2 separate regions of the Mus musculus genome follow, and region 1 is linked to region 2. Evidence: chromatin contacts called from public promoter capture Hi-C data. All regions are on one chromosome and are shown on one strand. The core of a region is the stretch at or near the end of the contact, and the rest is flanking DNA. Distances in the headings are between cores, read along the strand shown.

What was found. Promoter capture Hi-C pulls out the DNA fragments that hold promoters and counts their contacts.
Region 1: a promoter capture Hi-C map of stem cell-derived epiblast-like cells shows a contact between it and region 2, with 6 times the contacts expected there. The contact joins the promoter of Spaca7 here to the promoter of Ankrd10 in region 2. A contact is called at or near these places in 3 of 39 promoter capture datasets (hippocampal neurons, liver and stem cell-derived epiblast-like cells) and 2 of 115 datasets of contacts at active chromatin or transcription factors (astrocytes and pancreatic cancer cells).

What each region holds. Positions count from the first base shown.
Region 1 is chr8:12,571,771-12,575,224 of GRCm38.p6, reverse strand. It overlaps Spaca7 (sperm acrosome associated 7), which reads right to left and starts at 2,189. Exons shown (of 7, transcript NM_024279.3): 1 at 2,026-2,189. The coding sequence starts at 2,119.
Region 2 is chr8:11,634,036-11,637,101 of GRCm38.p6, reverse strand. Ankrd10 (ankyrin repeat domain 10) reads left to right here and starts at 1,345. Exons shown (of 6, transcript NM_133971.3): 1 at 1,345-1,691. The coding sequence starts at 1,485. It overlaps Mir7238 (microRNA 7238), which reads left to right and starts at 1,366; the gene lies at 1,366-1,408.

The DNA of each region.
Region 1 (3,454 bases), core at 940-3,439, 940 kb before region 2:
GTGCCAGGGAAGGCTATGTATGAGAGGGTCTGAGAGGGTCTCAGATCCCCCAACACTGGGATTACAGACAGTTGTGAGCTGTCATGTGGGTGCTGGGAATTGAACTATGGAAGAGCAGCCAATGTTCATTCTTGAGCCATCTCTCCAGCCCCATGGCGCTATTCTTCTTGGGTCAGGTAGATAGCTCAGTTGGCAAAGCCCTTGAAAAAACATGTGGACTGAGTTCAAATTCCCAGGACCCACATAAACATGGGGTACACTGGCGAATGCCTGTAATGCCAGTGCTGAGGGGTACAGAAAACAGGATCCATTGGCTTGCTGACTAACCGGTCTCATCCAATCAATGAGCTCTAGGTTCAGTGAGAGATAGCCTAAATTACAAAATAAAGTAGATAGTGACAGAGGAAGATATCTGATGAGGCTGCCATAGATATGTGCACTTGCACTCATGAATGCTATGTGCACACACACACACACACACACACACACACACACACACCATGATTCTGTTTTCCTTGCAATAGAACACTATTGGGAATTCTGGCCACATGGCCATGACATCAGCTTGGCCTTCCTTCTCCAGATACTCCAGATGTGAGGACCTGAGGCTGTTGGTCTAGACCATCCCACCTAGCACCTGGATCCCATTGCTTCCGATCATGTGGACAGGTGGGAAGGCCAATTCCCAGTGTCTAAGAGCCTCACTGACAAGAGGAGATCGCCCGCATCCTCAGGATTTGTAATGGTCCCCTTGCTGGGGGGCACCTGGAGAAGCCAAATCTGGGATTCCCTATGAAAAGTACCGAGAAAGCACACCCAAGTCTCAGGGTCACGACTGAACTCACACTGTACTTCTGCAAATGAGCAGGAAGAAGCCAGGGAGATAGGATTTATAGTCAGGAGAGACATCACATTGCTGATCTCTGACTGTAAATAAGGATTTAATGGGGAACTGTAATATTTGGCTGAGATTCCCACTCCCATTTCCAATTCCCCCAACAACCTCTGCTATAACCTAGAGGTAAGCTCCTTCTCCTTCTTCTCCTTCTTCTCCTTCTTCTCCTTCTTCTCCTTCTTCTCCTTCTTCTCCTTCTCCTCCTCCTCCTTCTCCTTCTCCTCCTTCTCTTCTCTTTCTCCTTCTCCCTTTCCTCCTCCTCCTCCTCCTCCTCCTCCTCCTCCTCCTCCTCCTCCTCCTCCTCCTTCTTCTTCTTCTTCTCCATCTCCTTCTCCTTCTCCTCCTCCTCCTTCCTCTCTCTCTCTCACTCTCTCTCTGTCTGTCTCCCTCTGTATCTCTGTCTGTCTCTGTCTCTGTCTCTCTCTCATTGACCATGAATCTAGATTGTGTCCTGAATTTGGGTTTCTCTGATTAATGTAGCCCCAGCTGGCCTCCAACTTACAGAGATCTACCTGCCTCTACCTCTGCCTCCCAGTGCTGGCATTAGAGATGTACACAAGCATATCTGGCTACCTGGCCATCATTAACAAGCATCAAGAACACTGTATCTTTCATTGGTGTTAAAAGCAATAAAGGATTAGTGTTAATGCTGTTAGTGTAAGAAGAACAGGCATATAAAAATATGCTTTATCCACTTCACAGAGAGTAGCGAAACGTTGGGACAGTGCTAAATGTTACACAAAAGGATATGTATGTGCTTGAGCATGTATCAATGTGTGTATTTGTACCTGTCTATATGTGTGTGTCTTTATATGTATGTGTGTGGTGCATGCACACATTTGTAGGCATCAAAACAAGTTGGGAAACATGCAGTCATAAAAACGGAAGAGGGACAAATGGAGGTTTGTGACACTATTCCTCTACCTTGGAACGAGTTAGAACATTCCCATTAAGTTAATAGAAAACTTATGTGCGCGGTGTATAAAGCCGCTCCCTGGCATTCCTGTGTGAGAGGCATTCAAAGATGGACTTTCCCTTCTCGCCACTCCCCAAGTTCCAGCGAAGGAAACACAAAGAAGAGTGCTTCCTCTACGGCTTCCAGGCTGGAGGTTTCTGTCCACCGAACCTACCTGAAGTTGTCTTGATCGGCTGCAGCTCAGCGCCTTGCCAGCAGCACAGCAGGAAGACAGATAAGAAGGTCCTCGATCCTCTATTCGCTGCCATGGTCCCTCCAGTTACAGGAGGAGGCCCTTCCCTGGAAGGTAGGTCTTCAGCTTCCCCAGCCTTGGACTCCTGGATACGTGGAATGTGGGGGACCTGTGACATCACCACAGGGCACTGACCTGGGTTCCTTCCCCATTAGAGTGTATGTTAACCCTGTGAGAACATGGTTAAGAAGTGAACTGGGGTCCTGCCAGGTATGGGGTTTGTTTCTCTGTGAGGCACTGTGGGGAGCTGATGGTGTGTGAGGCTTTCTTGGTAGATGTCAGCCTCAGAGAGCAAGAAGAGTATTCTAGCTCTTCCAGCATCTATAAAAACACAGAGCCCCAGGGACTTAACACATATCGTGACTTAACTGTTGGGAATTCTGACCACGTGACCATGACACCAGCTTAATACTTAACCGAGGGTCTGAATAGGATCCAGGCATATGGCCACATTTCTCCAAGCTGTGACTCAGTTGAATGACCAGAGACAAAGACAGACATGGCCAGAGGACAAGCCTGGTCAGTGGGGCAGCTGTGACTTGCTACCCCTATAACTAGGAAGTCAGATGTCAGATCCTGGTGTAGGAGTGGATCCCTCTATGTTGGTCATGAGAACTTGGGATCTGGGATGGCTCAGAAGAAGCTTAAAAAATCTGGCTCAGTTCACTCCAGAAGTCAGTCTGTATGGTCATCCCAAAACCTGGTCCCCTAAAGCAACTAATGTGTAACTGTGAGTTAGCTCTGCAGGGGTGAACTGAGCTTGGTCACTGCTGAGTGCTGAGGAGACAGGTCCTTCCTGTCTCATCCTTGCAAATCCACTGGCCAGACAAGCCATAGGCTCAGCCAGACTCAAGGGAGCTGCACAGAGAGGGTGTGTGAGCTGTTCAGGCCACAGAGCTCTTACTGCCTGCTTGCAGAGGCACCGAGTTCATGGGGAGATGGCAGTCAGGGTTACCAGTTGCTTTTGGGGGATTCAGATCTCAAGAATGGTCCTCTAAATTTTCCTCGGGTCTTTGCTGCCCTTTAGCAAGAATTTCACATATCCTCCCCTTTGCGTGGATATCTTTAAGAAGTGTTTCGATCAGGAGGGAAGTCAGAAAATTGATCTTTTGATACCTATTTCATTGAACACAGATTTTGACAGATGTCTGGCTTGGGGCATGTGGACACTCCCTGTGCTGTACCCTCAGTGAAGAGAGAACCACAAGTCCCTGGCATCCAGCCCCAGTCCCTGCATCTTCTGAGATGGTTCCAGGAGAAAGAGGCAAATAATATATTTTTAAAAATAACCTTATAATTAAAATAAAAGCATTTAGAGGTAGGGGCTCATGTACCAATGCTGACCTTGAAC
Region 2 (3,066 bases), core at 96-2,595:
CAGGAGGTGGTGGTGCTCGCCTTTAATCCCAGCAGAAGCAGGAGGATTTCTGAGTTCAAGGCCAGCCTGGTCTACAGAGTGAGTAGACCAGGCTGGGCTACACAGTGAAACCCTGTCTCGAAAAACCAAAATTAGAACAAAAAGAAAAAGAAAAAAGAAAAATTTCAAATTTTTTACAACCATAGCATTGTACCATTGGAAAGAGAATTTAGTAGTCAATTTTTCTAAAATTTCTTTCACCATGTGCCCAGCCTGCTCACGTGACTCATGCTTTACAGTTACAGACGCCAGGGCCTCTCGATTCTCTCTGGCATCCATTCCAATTAAGGCATACCGAAGTTAACTGGCTGCACCCTTGTTTTCGGGTTTTTAATGAGGAGCTGTGCTCCGCAGGCGCCCAATAAACACTAATTGGAGGAACTCAGGCAACCGCGGAAGCAGGCCAGGGCCGGCTGCCAGAGTCCTGAGTCCCCACTCGCGAGTGTGCCTGGCAGAGCAGCAGCTCTATTTAGAAGTAGCGCCTCAGGCATCGTCCTCAGCAGGAACCTGCGGCCGAGCTCCAACCGCTCCAGGTCACACCCACCAGCGCCAGGTCACGCCCAGCCGCCCCAGGAATCGACCAGAGCGCCGCTCCGCTCCAAATCCCAGACTCTCCTCCTTTAGTTAAGGCGTGGCTTTCAGCTGCCAATCACAGAGAGGCCGGCCTGGGCTTTGGCCTTGCCCCAGGCAAGGTTTACAGCCAGGGTCGTAGGCCTCCGGCTTCAGGCGAGGTCTCAGGCGCGGCCTCCTCAGGCTTCAGTCGCAGCCAAGTCTCCCCCCTCCTTTTTTTGTTTTGTTTTGTTTGTTTGTTTGTTTGTTTTTCGTGACAGGGTTTCTCTGTATAGCCCTGGCTGTCCTGGAACTGACTCTGTAGACCAGGCTGGCCTTGAACTCAGAAATCCACCTGCCTTTGACGCCCAAGTGCTGGGATTAAAGGCGTGCGCCACCACTGCCCGGCAAGTCTCGTCCCTCTAACCACACTAACGTGCAGGCCCACCCTCAACCCCTACACCTTCAGCGTTGGCATCAGTAGCGGCCTCCTCAAGCGGTGATCGCCTCCCAGCCCCTAACTTCACCACCAGACGCCTAAGGCGGCGTTCCTGCGCAGACCCTGAGAAGGCCCCGCCCTGCAGCCAAGGCCACGCCCTATCCCAGGCGCCAGCCTCAGCACCACCTGCGGGAGGCCCCACCCTATCCAGGCGCGGGCCTCGCCCCACCACGGGCGTCAGCAGCGGTCGGAGGCAGCGGACTGTTAGGCCCCACCCTCTCAAGGCGCAGGCTCCGCCCCGTGGCTCAGGTCCCGCCCTCAGTGCTCGCTGCGCTCGGATGCGGATGGGACGCGGCAGCAGCTCGCCTGTCCTTTGTGTTCGAGTGGCGGCAGCTTCGCAGGCCTTCACCGGCACATTCCTCTGGCCGATCAGTCGCGTGCTTCCTAGCGACCCATCATGTCAGCGGGAGCGGGCGCGGCCGTGGAGGCAGGCTTCTCCAGCGAGGAGCTGCTGTCGCTCCGCTTCCCGCTGCACCGCGCCTGCCGGGACGGGGACCTGGTCGCGCTCTGTTCGCTGCTGCCACACACGCCGCGCGCTCACCTGGCCGCTGAGGACTCCTTCTACGGCTGGACGCCCGTGCACTGGGCTGCGCACTTCGGCAAGGTGGGCGCGGGCACTTTAAGGCGCCATTTTCCGCGTGGTGTGCTGTTAGGGTCAGAGCGCACCCCACGGTGTCTGGAGAGCGCGGTCGGCAGCGGCAGCGCAACCCCTGAGAGTTCCAGGGCGCATGTGCGGTACCGCGCGGTCTGCGACCCAGGACGGTGGGGGGTGGGGGGCGCGGAAGCTGCTCAGACGCCGCGGGCGCCTCGAGGGCTTCAAGGCGCATGTGCGGCGGGCGGCGCGCGACCCAGGACCTCCGGGGGCGCGGGGAGTGTTGGGAGGCGGGGCGGAAATGGGGTCCGTCTCGCCGGCTCCCCCGAAGGATCCAGGGCGCATGTGCACACTTGTGGCTCTTCCGAGCGGGGCGGGCAGACTGCAGTTGAGGCCGTTTGCGCGGAGGCCGCCGGGCTTCGGGAATCGTGGCGAGGAGGAAACTGGGGGCCTCGCGCTTCTGTCTAATGGAAACCGGGTGCAGGGCCCCCTGAAGGCACGGAGGGATGGGCGCTGCCCTCGTAGCCGGGGGTGTCAAGTCTGCACCTGCTATGGCCGACGGCGGGGTCGCGGCCATGCCTATCGGCCCCCTCTCCACCGGGACCGTCCTGTGTAAGCTGCGCTAATTGGCCCCGTTCTCCTGGTGTTGAAAGGTGGCATGCAGTTGGGTGCAGGTAGTCGCTGGGAATCCACCTTCTCGTGGTCGCCTTAGTTAACCTGCACACAGAAGTGCTTCTGCGCCATAAAGCGGCAAAATTCACGCTGTACTGTTTACCAGAATTTGATCTAAAGCTAAAGGAGCATTTTCACGTCTACGGAGAACGAGTTGTAGACTTGACTTTGGAGACCAGTATTGTAGCGGAGGCGAGGACGTTGTAGTTCTGAGCTTTCCTATCTGAAACCTGGATGGTCTTAAGATACGGAACCATCTTGTTAACCCGTTCCAACTATTACGGAAAGCTCTTAGAGGCGAAAAGGCTGAGCCTTTCACCCCAGCCGGGCCATGTGTTACTGCTCTCCCTCCTGTAGGTTTCCAGCGTGTTTCCCTAGGTTGTACCTACCAGTGATGCTCAGGTTACCCAGTAATTTATGGGGCTTATTTATTCCCGGAAAACTGGCCATTGTGAAGGCTAACTATCTTGCTTTTACCAGATGCCCCATTTAAAAGGACCCTCCACAATTCCAAAGCCAGTTTCCTAGGTTGAACACGGCATAGCTAACAGGTTCAAATCCTGGCTCCACGTTAAAGGTTAACTAACTGCTTTTCTCTTGACACCTGTTCATCTTACTGCCACTTTGTACTTGTATGTTTCCCTTGGGAAATCTCACCAGCGATTACTTTTTGGTTTGGTTTGGTTTGGTTTGGTTTTCCGAGACAGGGTTTCTC